3 separate regions of the Gossypium hirsutum genome follow, and all the other regions are linked to region 2. Evidence: chromatin contacts called from public Hi-C data. All regions are on one chromosome and are shown on one strand. Each heading gives the region's core, a stretch centred on a gene start, on an enhancer-like site or on the middle of the called end of the contact. The rest is flanking DNA. Distances are from core to core; before and after follow the strand shown.

The links. Hi-C and Micro-C count contacts between places; a contact is called where the count stands out from the background.
Region 1: a Hi-C map of fibers shows a contact between it and region 2, with 4 times the contacts expected there. The contact joins two enhancer-like sites. A contact is called at or near these places in 6 of 34 Hi-C or Micro-C datasets (fibers, hypocotyl and leaf).
Region 3: a Hi-C map of seedling shows a contact between it and region 2, with 2.0 times the contacts expected there. The contact joins the promoter of LOC121229516 here to the enhancer-like site in region 2. A contact is called at or near these places in 5 of 34 Hi-C or Micro-C datasets (leaf and seedling).

Annotation. Positions count from the first base shown.
Region 1 is chrA05:24,716,767-24,720,998 of Gossypium_hirsutum_v2.1, forward strand. It overlaps the pseudogene LOC107960390. Among protein-coding and RNA genes, the nearest start is that of LOC107960389, 18 kb to the right of the region's middle. Within about 2 kb of position 1,500, at least 2 of the 9 cell types and tissues checked have an H3K27ac peak or open chromatin away from gene starts, as enhancers often do. A contact at or near this core is called in fibers, where this site is marked.
Region 2 is chrA05:24,671,079-24,675,285 of Gossypium_hirsutum_v2.1, forward strand. It overlaps the pseudogene LOC107960391. Among protein-coding and RNA genes, the nearest start is that of LOC107960392, 9.8 kb to the left of the region's middle. Within about 2 kb of position 2,428, at least 5 of the 9 cell types and tissues checked have an H3K27ac peak or open chromatin away from gene starts, as enhancers often do. A contact at or near this core is called in fibers, where this site is marked.
Region 3 is chrA05:24,612,432-24,616,292 of Gossypium_hirsutum_v2.1, forward strand. It overlaps LOC121229516 (chloroplast processing peptidase), which reads left to right and starts at 2,299. Exons shown (of 6, transcript XM_041114082.1): 1 at 2,299-2,721; 2 at 3,358-3,420; 3 at 3,682-3,750. The coding sequence starts at 2,494.

The sequences.
Region 1 (4,232 bases), core at 250-2,749, 45 kb after region 2:
AAAATATTATTTATTTTCCATCATATTATTAGATTTACATTTAAAAATAAAAAATTGTAGTAAAATAGAAGTTGTGATAATAATATATTTAAAAATAATTACAATTTAATAGAAGTTCTGATAAGAATGCATTTAAAATAATTATAATTCCATTGACAATTATTAGTTATAAAGTTTATGCTAATTTAAAAATAGAGTTAATATTTAAATGAAATTTTAAGCATAAAGTATAGGAAAAAAATTATGATAATTATAATTATAATTATAATTATAAAATTTAAATTTTAATTATTAGTTAAAAGATTTTGATGTTAAAAATTGTGCTAAATTTAAAATTTAAAAAATATGTGCTAATTTTATTGATGTAAAATGTAGTTATTACTTGAATAGAGTTTATTATGTTATTATTTTGAATAATGTTATTTTGCATTAATTACATAAAGTAAAATTAATTGTAAGTTAAATACGTTAAAAATGCCTTTGAAAAATTTCTTATTATAATATTTAAATTGATAAGTTAATATATTGTAATTATATAATTCAAACAAGAAATATTGTTTTACATCGATTCCAGCAATTAAAAATATAATATTAAAAAATTTAATTAAATATTAAATAAGTAAGATCACGTATTAATTTAATTTAATTAAAAAAATATAAAATATTGTATAATATTTCAGGTGTTTTTTAATAGGTTGAATGACAAATTTGGCTACTGACGTTTACATGTTTTGTCAAAATAGCCTTAATTATATTTTTAAGCATTTTTGGCCATCAATCTTTGTTCTTTTTTTCAATCTACTTTTTCTAACAAATTTAATAAAAATACCATTAAAAAAGTTAACAGGGATGATATGGAATTTCATATTTGGAATATTTTTAATGAGATATAATTTATTACTTAGATAATCTAATAAGATAACACATGAAAAATAATAATAAAAAAATTTAACTCACTAGAAAATATCTCGGTAAACAAAAGTACGAAAGATTAAAACCTTAAAAAAAAAGTTAATGGCTAAGAGAGTTCAAATATACAATTAAGACTATTATGATAAAACATACAAACATTAGGGACTAAATTTATTATTAGTCCTTTCTAATATATTAGCCATTATTTATCTACTAAAAAACTGCTATAAAATAACTTCCGTTTTGATTCATAGGAAGACAACAATCACAAAATTCAAACCCTAATTTTAAAACACAAATCACTTCTATTACGTTGTTTGTTGGCTTTATGGTTTATTTTTTAAAACATTGTTATTATCCAAAAGGCCAAAAAAGGAATATAAATAAGCACTTCGCGGCGCCACCGAATTCACTCTCATTCTCTCTAAAAAGAATGCGAGATTTTCTTCTTCAACGGCCTGCTTCGTCTCCTCTCCTCTCTACTATAATAGGTTTTTTTTTTTTGCCTTTCCTTAATTTTATTTTTTCTTCAACGGTTAACTATTACATTGTATTCTCAGTTTTTCCCCCTTTTCACTTATGTCTTTCTGTCTGCATTAATGTTTATATTCTGATTCTGAGATTAAGGGTTTTTGCATTACGCAGAGAAAGGGATTCTAGGGTTTTTCGGGTTTCTCCTCAGAGAAAGCGCGCTTCGAGAAGGTTATATTTAAAAACCTTTTATAAAGTTCTTACTGGGAATGTTTTGGTAAGGGGAAAATAGGCAGTGATTCTTTTGCGGTGAACTTGGGGGGGGGGGTGCATTGTTTTGGTGTGGGGGATATACTTGATTTTATTATTGGAGTTGTTTTTTTGTTCTTTTATTATTTAGGTTGAAGCAATGAGTTTGCTGCTTTGTTGATATTTGGTTTGGGAAGAACTGAGATGTGTTTGTGCGAGAGTACGGCATTGGTTAACGAACCTTTGAGTGTAGTTGCTTCTGCAGAGCAACATTCATGCTCCGAGTCAATGGAAAACCTTGTTCCTGAGCCACGGGATTGCATTATCAGTGATTCTAGTGGGGATTCTACTGGAAATAGGTATGATGATACTGTGATTTATTTGGAAGAAAACCGGGGTGAAAGTGATGGTGACAGTGCAGGCTATTCATGTGAAAATCATTGTGAAAATGTAGATTGTTCTGGTTTAAAGGAATTGTTGGGTGCTAGGATTGAGGATCACGTGGCTTGTTTGAATGTAAGTCAAGGTAAGATTGATGTTCATAATTCAGAAAATGATCAGCTGTGCTTGGAAAACAGATTATTTTCAGGTAAATATGTTCCAACTGCCATTAATGGATCCTTAGGCTTGTCTCAGGATGAATATTCTGCTTGTTTGAGCAGTGGTACAGAGATTGAGACTGAAATTTGCAACAGAATTCAATCTGTTAAGGATAGTAACTTGACTTTAGAATCAATAGCCATTGCTGGTTGCAGGAGTGGCTGTGCCCAACAAAATGGCCAGAATGATAACAACATTGTCAGAGGTCCTCTTCTTGATTGGAAAAATTGTGCTTCATCCATGATAAAATCTGTTACGAGCAGTGAGATATCAGCTATATGTTGTGCCCAGACACTTTCCAGTTTACAAGGGTCAGGTGATTCAGTAAGTAGTTGTGACTGGCTGAACCAGAAAGATGAAATGAGTAGCAGAGATTTCTCATTGGAAGGTTTTAATAAAGCTGTAGAAACTAAAAGTATTGGTGATACATATAGTGAGTTATTGGCTTCAAAGGGTTGTGCAAGTTCATTTGAGACATTACATAGCGCTGAATCATTGTGCACAAAGCAGAATGCACAAACTGACAATAAGAATTTTATCGTTCTATCAGGAGATAGTGTTGCAAAGGTTTCCGAGGAGAGGACTGGCATTGCTGCTGGTGCAAAAGTTGAGACTTCAAGTGAAATAATGAATGCAGGGGATTCTTTTGAGCTCAGTGAAAACTCTCTTTGTGATAAGTTAGTTTCATTGTCTTGTCATCCATTTGATATTGTTGAAAATGGTTTGTCTGGAAGGTTGGATCCACCTGATTGTCTGACAAAGGGTGCTTATGCTGCACTTAATTCTAGCAGTTCAATTGACTTTTGTGGACAAAGGCAAAATGAAGGGAAGGTTGTTGTCAAGGCTGATTGTGTTTCAGAAGTTAAACATCATCCTACAGAATCTTCCTCTTCTAGAAGGGGTGGCCGAAAAGATAAGTCTAGTCAAAAGACTAATGCAAAAACTAGGAACTGCAGGAACAAGCTGCAACGGCCACCTGAAAGTATTGAACTTCATTTTAGAGCTTCAAGAAGGAAGAGAAGCTGTTCATCCAGACCTGGTCGTTCTTCCATCCAGGAATTGTTCAGTAATATTACACAATTTCTTGAGCCATGTGATGACCCTGAGTTTAATGAAGTGCAGAATCAAAAACCATCCAATGCTAGGGATGGCCAAGGAAGCAGGAAAAGTTGCAAAGATCAGTCTGGTCAAAGCATAAAAGGGTCAGGTGGGCTAAGTAAATCTTCAACCAGTTGCTTGCGCTTTAGGATTAAAGTGGGCAAGGGGGTTGGACCAAGTAATCTGAATAGTGTGGTTGCGGAAGTTGTTAATCTGCCGGTTTCTGTTGACACTTCTTTTAGTATTTATGGAAAGGGAACAGGTCTACAATTTCCAAAATTAGCCAATGTTGCTGAAGATAAAGTAGGGGAACTGGGTATTGAAAGGCAGTTTCTGAACAAGGAGGACCAAGAAAAGGTGAAAACATGCTTAGATGCTTCTTTTATGGATTTAAAACTAACAAACAATGTTTCAGGAAGTGCTGAATATCTTAAAAAGTCTGCTGAAGATGCTTTAGGTGATTACCTTGTGAGTAAGCCAAATGCAGTGGCTGAATCATCTGGAAGAGCAATAGATAACAAGTATTCAGGTTCTGGAACTTCACCAGATTCCTTAGTAATCAATTCAATTCCTGACGCCCAAGTTGGCTTAATACATCAAGAAGAGTTGCATGACCCTGCTCTGAATAATTCTGGTTTTCTTGCTTCTCCTGGAGGTGTAGTAAGGTTAGCAAGAAGGGAAAGAAGGATAATCATAGATCTCCTCGTACAGTCTGCTTAAGGAAACCTAAGTCATCCAATAATTGCAGAGGTAGAACAAAAACAAGAGATAATGAATTTATCTCTAACAAGGCTATTAGTTCTTCCGCTGGTGCAAATTCTTCTAGAGGAAATGGGCTCGGAGTTTCTGAAGAGTCCATGAAAATGGATATTAATATGGATGCTAAAGCATGTTGTAGTCAT
Region 2 (4,207 bases), core at 1,178-3,677:
CAGAAGTTCTCCATACTCCTTCCTTACCATGGAGATAGACTGGCTTTTTGTTGCAATCTGAAACCAAAGACGCAAACTTCTCAACCTGCTCCATGGAAGGTGCCGTTCCAACCTCCACCGGAATTTTTACAAATTCAACTTTCCCAGATAAAATAGCATCATCCAAGGCTGATTGATAAAAGTTGTCCTTTACAGTCTCAGCTCTTAGATCAACAATGGTTTTAAATCCTTTGTCAATCAATCACTTCAGACCTTCCTCTGTCACTTGACCACCCTCCAAAATTCTATTTCACAATCTTTTGACTCTACCTCTTCTTTAGAGGTGGACCAACAAACAGATTGCCAGTTGGCGAACAATGTATGGCATGGATGGTTATCCTTGCGTGGAAAACCCAAATCGTAACAAGCATTCTTCAACCTTTGCAACTTCCTCCAAACATGCAGACTTCGATAATCATCAGGTGTCAAATAGTTCTCAAGAGCGACATGTAAGCTCTCACAACACCTCTTCATCTCACTCCTGAAAAGAGCAAGTGGTGGAAGCTTATCCTCCATAACACGCATATCTGCCATGCGAAAAGTATTCATAACTGAAACTCTTCCAGAAAGAACATCTTCTCTTCCTTTGTTCAAAAGAGATAGCATGCAACCAAGCACAGACACAATCTTATCCTCTGCCACTGGTTTTTCCTCTGGTGTGAAATCATATGAAACACTACATTCGCCTGTTAGTGGATTGCATAGAGTCTCCATCAAAGCGGTATGGAGCCTTTCAGCTGCTCTAAATATTCTACAATAAGCCTCAACTTCTGCAATATCCCCAGGAACTGGACCAATCCACCGTAATTGTGATACATCATGAGACTGGGCAGTTTTCTAATCCAGATAAAGCAGTGTCAGATGATGCAAGAAAAGAGAATCCAATTTCTTCTCTATGGAAAATAGACATTAAACACAGCTAACAAAAACAGTCTAAAATTTTGTTGTGTGGTGGTGTTGGGGGGGGGGGGGAAGAGCAGCAATGTAACTCAAATGTATTGATACAAATTATTGGCATCTAAAGACAGAAACAAGGCACCAACAAGCGTTGGATGCAATGGTAAGGCACATTGCACTCTCAAGGACCTTGGAGATGCATTGTTGAGAGGGGCAGCCATGAACCCCAAACATAGACTGTTAAATGGACATCGAGGATAAACAAAAAAAGATGAAGACAAGGCATTAAAAAAGCTTAGAGAAGGATAATATTGACCAATTATTGTTGCTGTTTCATTATGCTCCGCAGATATGCATAAAGAATGTGGTTAATTCACAGGAGGACATGGATTGGATGTCACAACAGAATATCAATAATCACTGTATTTAATCCAGCATGATTTCAGTAAAATGCTTGAGAGAATCAAGAGACCTTTCTTCCTTTTTTAAAGCTACTTCCAGCTCTTTTGTTCATACCAAATAGACCTTAATGGCATATTCAGGAACAAATTTATTAGTGCGTATTTTAACAGAAACAATGACAAGGATCATAATCAGCTAATTCAGTGAAAGTAAAAAATCACACCATGTTAGCAGCAATAGGAATGACTAGGCTTTTCTTACTTAGAAGAGGTATGAACTATTATACAAATTCTAAAATTGAGATATTGCACAAACAATACTTCATACAACAAAGCAGGAACCCACATTCAGCTCATTCAGATATTGCCAAGCTTCTTACATAAAGGAGGGGGGGAACTATCCTACATCAACTAGCTAAGGATTAGACTATGGCTACATAAAGCAAATAACCACCTTCCCCTCATGAGACACTTTTTCTCAAATGGCAAAACCGTGAGGACAGTCTTCTCCAAAGCAGACAATACTTAAATACTTAAATGCAGACGCAGTCCATTGCATCAACTAGTTGCCATAGAAGTAGCCAGGCTTTCCTACTTTAAGCAGGTATGAAGCATGAACTATCATAAAAATCTTAAATTTGAGAAATTGCATAAACAAATAATTTATAGAACAAAACTGGAACCAGGAATCGAAGCTCATATAGAACATATAGAAGCCATAGATCAGCATTGCCCTTACGGTTCTTAAACTAAAAGCAGGAGCAATTGCAATGTCTATACAAATCAAAATCAGAGTATTTCCAACAAATTAGATAACACCAGGCCTAAGACTATGCCAGTCATTACAACCGAGTAATATTTGTTTCAATAACAAAATACGATTGAAACTAACATAAAAGGCAGGAAAAAAAAAAAGAAAACAAAGTGAGAGGAAAGTGAAAAAGAATTAAGTGAGAGAAAATAAGAAGAAAAAACCTGGGAATCCAAACCGAGATTGACAGAGAAAGACTTGGATAACTCCGCCTTCACTTTAAGCTTCGGCCATTTCCTTATCGCCAATTTCCGCTTCAACCCGAATCCGAACCCAAACCCGAAGACTTTGCTCTTTATATGGAAGTTGAAGGACGATGAATGTCCGGTCACCGGAGATAACCTTTCAATGTCGAAGACAGCCATGTGGCACACGTAAGACATTCCACCATAGGGAAAAATTATAATTAAAGTCGGCAATGGTATATCTGTCTAGCAAAGAATTTTTTGTGGACAACAAGGGAATATATCAAGTATTGTTGGATAATACCCAAAGTGGAAAACGTTAGAGATCTTTTTGTCTTTTTTGATTTTTTTGAAGTGATATTATTTGCTTTTTGTTCAGGTTCAAGCGCTGATTTTCCTTTTAGATGCTAACTCAAACATTCCTTCTATTCTTTGCCCAACAGATCTTAGTTATTCATCCCGTCAGCTCACAATTTCTATCGGCTCCAATTCAATTTATAGGAAAACAAATTGCATTTTGGATTTTGAATTTTGAATTTTGGTATTAAAAATTTTCTACTTTTACATCCACCATGAATGCGATAAAAGTATTACATGGCAATTTATTAAAAAAAAGCTCTTTTATATCATTATTTATTAAAATAGGTTGATTTTTTAATTATTTATCGAAAAAAGTTATTTTTTCTGATAGTACGTTTACGTCAGCGTAAAGTCAGGAGACGTGTCAGCAAAACGCATCTCTAGGGGAGCATTTTGTCCCGCCCCCAACGGTCACTTGACCGCTTGAACTCTAACGGTCAAAAAAAACTATAAAATGCCCCTCCCCCTTTTCATTTTTTCACACAATAGTCTTCTCACAATTCTCTCTAAATTCTCTCTAAATTCTCTCAAATTTATCTCAATTCTTGTCAAAGCTCTTTTTAATTTTGCAAAAAAGCTCTATTTAAATTTTTTTGAATTAGTTTTATTTTTTAAATTGTAAAAATATTCGATCGCGTTAGCAATGGCCGGAGAATTAATTCATCTCGATACGAAACACATCTCCGTCGATCAAATGACAATAGTAAGTGATAAGTTTAATTAATTTTTGAATAGTTTTTTTTCATTTATGCAATTTTAATTAATATTTATTTTATAATCTTTTTATAACAGTCTGTAGATCGGGTGTTGTAATGATATATCTATAATATGTCTGATCCTCCATCGCCGTTCATAGAGAATTACCTGCAGGAAGCGGGTTTTTGGCACGTGGCCACGATAGGCCAGGGGTGCAAGTTGGACCCGAAACTAATCAGCGAGTTGATAGAGAGGTGGAAACCCAAGACGCACACTTTCCATCTTCCATGCGGAGAGTATACTATCACTCTAGAAGACGTGCAATTGCAATTGGGATTGCCGGTCGATGGGTACGCAGTCACCGGGCCCGCTCAATCTGCTGATTGGGGAGTTCATATGCTATGAGCTTTTGGGTGCTATGTCGGATAATATTAACGGAGGTCGGATCGAGATGAACTGGTTACGAGACACATTTTTAGAGCCGGATAATGATTCGACTGAATTAGAAAGAATACGATATGTTCGGGAATACATTCTTGAGATGATTAGAGGTTATCTGATGCCGGACTTGTCACGAAACCACGTACATCTATGATGGCTGCTGAAACTCGTTGATTTTAGAGCAGCAGGTGAATTAAGTTGGGGGTCTGTCGTGTTAGCAACATTGTACCAGGAGATGTGCGGGGCGACGCGACCGAATAAAGCCAAAATCAGAGGATGTTTATCACTACTGCAATCATTGGCACGGTTTCGCTTTCCATTTTTACGTCTTCGAGTGAACCACCCTTATACATTCCCACTAATAACGAGGTAAATTT
Region 3 (3,861 bases), core at 1,049-3,548, 59 kb before region 2:
AATGACTATCTCCCTTGATGGAGGTCTAACTAACCCTTACCCACTTGGACACACCAATTTGTTCATGAGAATTCGAACTTGGCAAACACCAACTCGTTTTCCCAACTGTACGCCAAACAACTCCAACCTAACTTATGATTTTTGAATTGAAATTGAATTAACTTTAAGGAACAAACTTATACTATCCTATATACTGGAGAGATAGCGAATACCGTGTTGAAATTTTTTTAGTGCGGGTTCATATCCTATAATTTTTTTGTTGGAGTGATAATCGAGTTAAAGCTAAAAGGGACTTAGTAAAGCATGAGATTAATCATGCTAGTTGGTGTATGAAAATGATTTTAAATGAAAATGGTGAAAGGTGGAAAGAGAAAGGGACTTAAGAATAAATTTAACCAAAATAAAGAAATGGAAAAAGAATGGCAGAATGTCTGCACTTAGCTTTGTCATGTGAAAGAAAAGAAAGGAATAAAGTTCATTCAATTTGCAAGTGTGTTTTCAAAGGCCACTAACACTAAATATTTATATACATTTCTCATACTAAATTTAGTAAGATTTTTTTCCTAAAAATATCAACAAAAAATCATATTCATACAATTCATAGAATTTTGACAATTTCGAAATAAAAATTTGATTTCAACCAGTCAACCATTAATTCATCAATTCTTCAACATGGGCCTCTTCATTGCTTTTCGTTTCAATTTAGCCTATTTTATTTATTTTTAAATTTTGATATTCCAATTTTATCATTGATAAGAAAGACACAAGCTTGGTAGCATTTTATTCAAAAATTAGCTAAAAATAAAATATTAAAAGCACAAAATTAACTTGCTATCAACTGTTCCACTCAGTTCTAAGATGAGTTCACTCATAGTACTAAATAGTTGTGCAGATTTCGTTGAGGATGGTGATCTGCCATCACAAGCATTATGCACAACAGTTGTGGTAAATTTAAGTTGGGCTATGTTTCAAGAAATGTCACAAATGTTACTTGATGGATAAAAGACACAATTGTAACTTTATTACATTGCAACTGTTACTTTGTGTGACTTTTATAACCATGAGTACATCTTCTAAATTATTTATCAAAATTTTCCTATTTAACTATGTCTTCATATCTAAACAATTTCTTATTTTCAGTAAGGTTTAATTATTATTATATAGTGTATAAAAATATCAAAATTTCCTTTTTTTTTTGGCACAGTATCAATGTGTTGTAAAGAAGTATTGCCCTCCTTCAATACCTTCAGATTTCTTCCATGACTAAAGAAGGCATTGGACACCATCAACAACAACACAACTATTCCAGTTCTTTGTTGGATAAATTGTTCCACTTACTTCTAAGATGAGTTCACTCGCAGTTCTAAATAGCTATGCAGATTTCGTGAAGGATGGTGAACTGCCATCATAAGCATTATGCGCAGCGATTGTGGCAGATTTAAGTTAGGCTATGTTTTAAGAAATGTCACAAATGTTGCCTAATGGATAAAAGATACAATTGTAACTTTTATTACATCGCAGCTATTACCTTGTGTGACTTTTAGAACTATGAGTTCATCCTGTAAATTATTTATCAAAATGTTCCTATTTAACTATAATTTCATAACTAAACAATTTCTTGCTCTTAGTAAGGTTTAATTATGATTATATAGTGTACAAAAATATTAAAATTTAAGTTTAATGTATGAGTTTAGTTGTTGGGTTCAAATGCTGACAACCCTTCCACAACTAAAGAAGGCATTGGACACCATCAGCAACAGCACAACTATTCCAATTCTTTGTTGGATAAACTATTCCACTAAGTTCTGAAATGAGTTCACTTGTAATTCTAAATAGCAGTGTAGATTTCGTTGAGGATGGTGAACTGCCATCATAAGCATTATGCAAAACGGTTGTGGCAAATTTAAGTTGGGCTATGTTTTAAAAAATGTCACAAATGTTATCTAATAGATAAAAGACACAATTGTAACTTTTATTACATCGCAGCTGTTATTTTATGTGACTTTTAGAACTATAAATTTATTCAATAAATTATTTATTAAAATTTTCGTATTTAATTATGACTTCATATCTAATCAATTTCTTATTTGTAGGAAGGTTTAATTATTATATAGTGTATAAAAATATTAAATTATAAGTTTAATGTATGAGTTGAGTTGTTGGGTTCAAATGCTGACAACCCCTTCCCTCATCTATAAAAAAAAATTTATGAGTTCATAAAATCGAAGTTTCAATTTTTATTAGAATATTTAAATTTTTGGCACAACGGTTTAAATGGGCTCGAGTAAAGCTGGGGTCAATGTTTCATACCACTACAATTCAACTCAGTGTCTCTCGATAATGAATCTTCCTCTCCAAGGCAAAGTCTAGTCAAAGCAGCCTCTTTGACAACCACCCGCCCCCCTTCCACTCTCTTTCCAAGTAAACTTTTAAGTGCTGAGCTTCAACCTTTTTTTTTCTTTTTTGTTTTCGATCATTTGCATTTTGGGGACGATGAGTTTTCTGAGACCATGTGCTTTGTACAAGTCATTTATAACCTTCCCTTCGCGACGATGGATGCCTTGCCAGAGTTGGGGTTTCCTTAGATGGCCTGGTTTCGATGGCTTCTTTAGGTTCTTAGTCATAGCTCTTTTATGGTCCACCTTTTCTGAGATTCGTTTCATTCCTTCTTCTTCTATGTACCCTACTCTTCGTGTTGGTGATCGAATCATTGTCGAAAAGGTAAATAATAATAATAATATTATTATTATTATTATCTTGATGGTTTTGTTCGTTTAATGGTGGTTAATACTACGATCTTTGCAGTTCAACTCAGTTTAGGGGTTTTTAGCTTTAGAAATCATGATCATCTGTAGCTGTCTTATCCCATTTCTTCTGATTTAATTCTGTGGATGATCTCAAATTTTGGTTCATCATGCAATCATTTCGTGTTTTTTGAATTTCTAGGAAGTAATTTTTCTGAATTTGCCGAGTACAGTGGCTACTTGAACTAGAACGTGATTTAAAGTTATTTCATTTATTTCATTCACTATTCAATGGCATTCTTATCAGGGATGTTTCACGAATGTTGTGTCCAAAGATGGATTTGCTTACCCTACACTTTTCTCAGGAATCGATTGACCTTAAGGGGAAAATTAAATGAAATGGAAACGTCCTTTCCTAATCTGCAAACAAACCCTGTTTTTCCCTTAATCTTCTTCACACTAATGCAAATTTAAAAGAGCTCCGTCATTATGCCATTCTTGCATAGTAATAGTATGCATCATGATTGACTTAAGAGTAATGATTCTGATTTGCTTATATGCACCATAATGTTGCTTATTCTCATTTTAGTTTTTCACTTTACAACTTGTGCAGGCCTCGTACTTTTTTAGGAGTCCTGCAATAAATGATATCGTCACATTCCGACCCCCAGAGCAGGTTTGTTGGTTTCGTATGGCTGTATTACTATGTGTTTAACCCAGGTATGTTCAATTTGTTTCTATGATTTTCCATATTTTTGGAGTGTTCTTGATGGGTTATACTTATACCCCATACCTATGTTATTCATATATGCATTGAACATAAATACTTCAAGAAGAACAAAGAGTCGTAGCAACATAGTAGTATAGAACTGCCTAATTGTTGGCACCTGATAGAAAACTTCAACTAAGTATTCTTATCTTCATTTTGTGGCTATAGGAGACTGGGTTTGGGAAGGATGCTGTTCTTATTAAGAGAATTGTAGCAAAAGGTGGAGATGTGGTTCAGGTATTACTGATTCTGTAACCAGTTTTCTCCATTTATACATTTTTTATCTCTTTAGGGAAAGCTTTTGAAGCTCCTTTATTCATTTAGACATTTACTCGTATAGATCCTAAT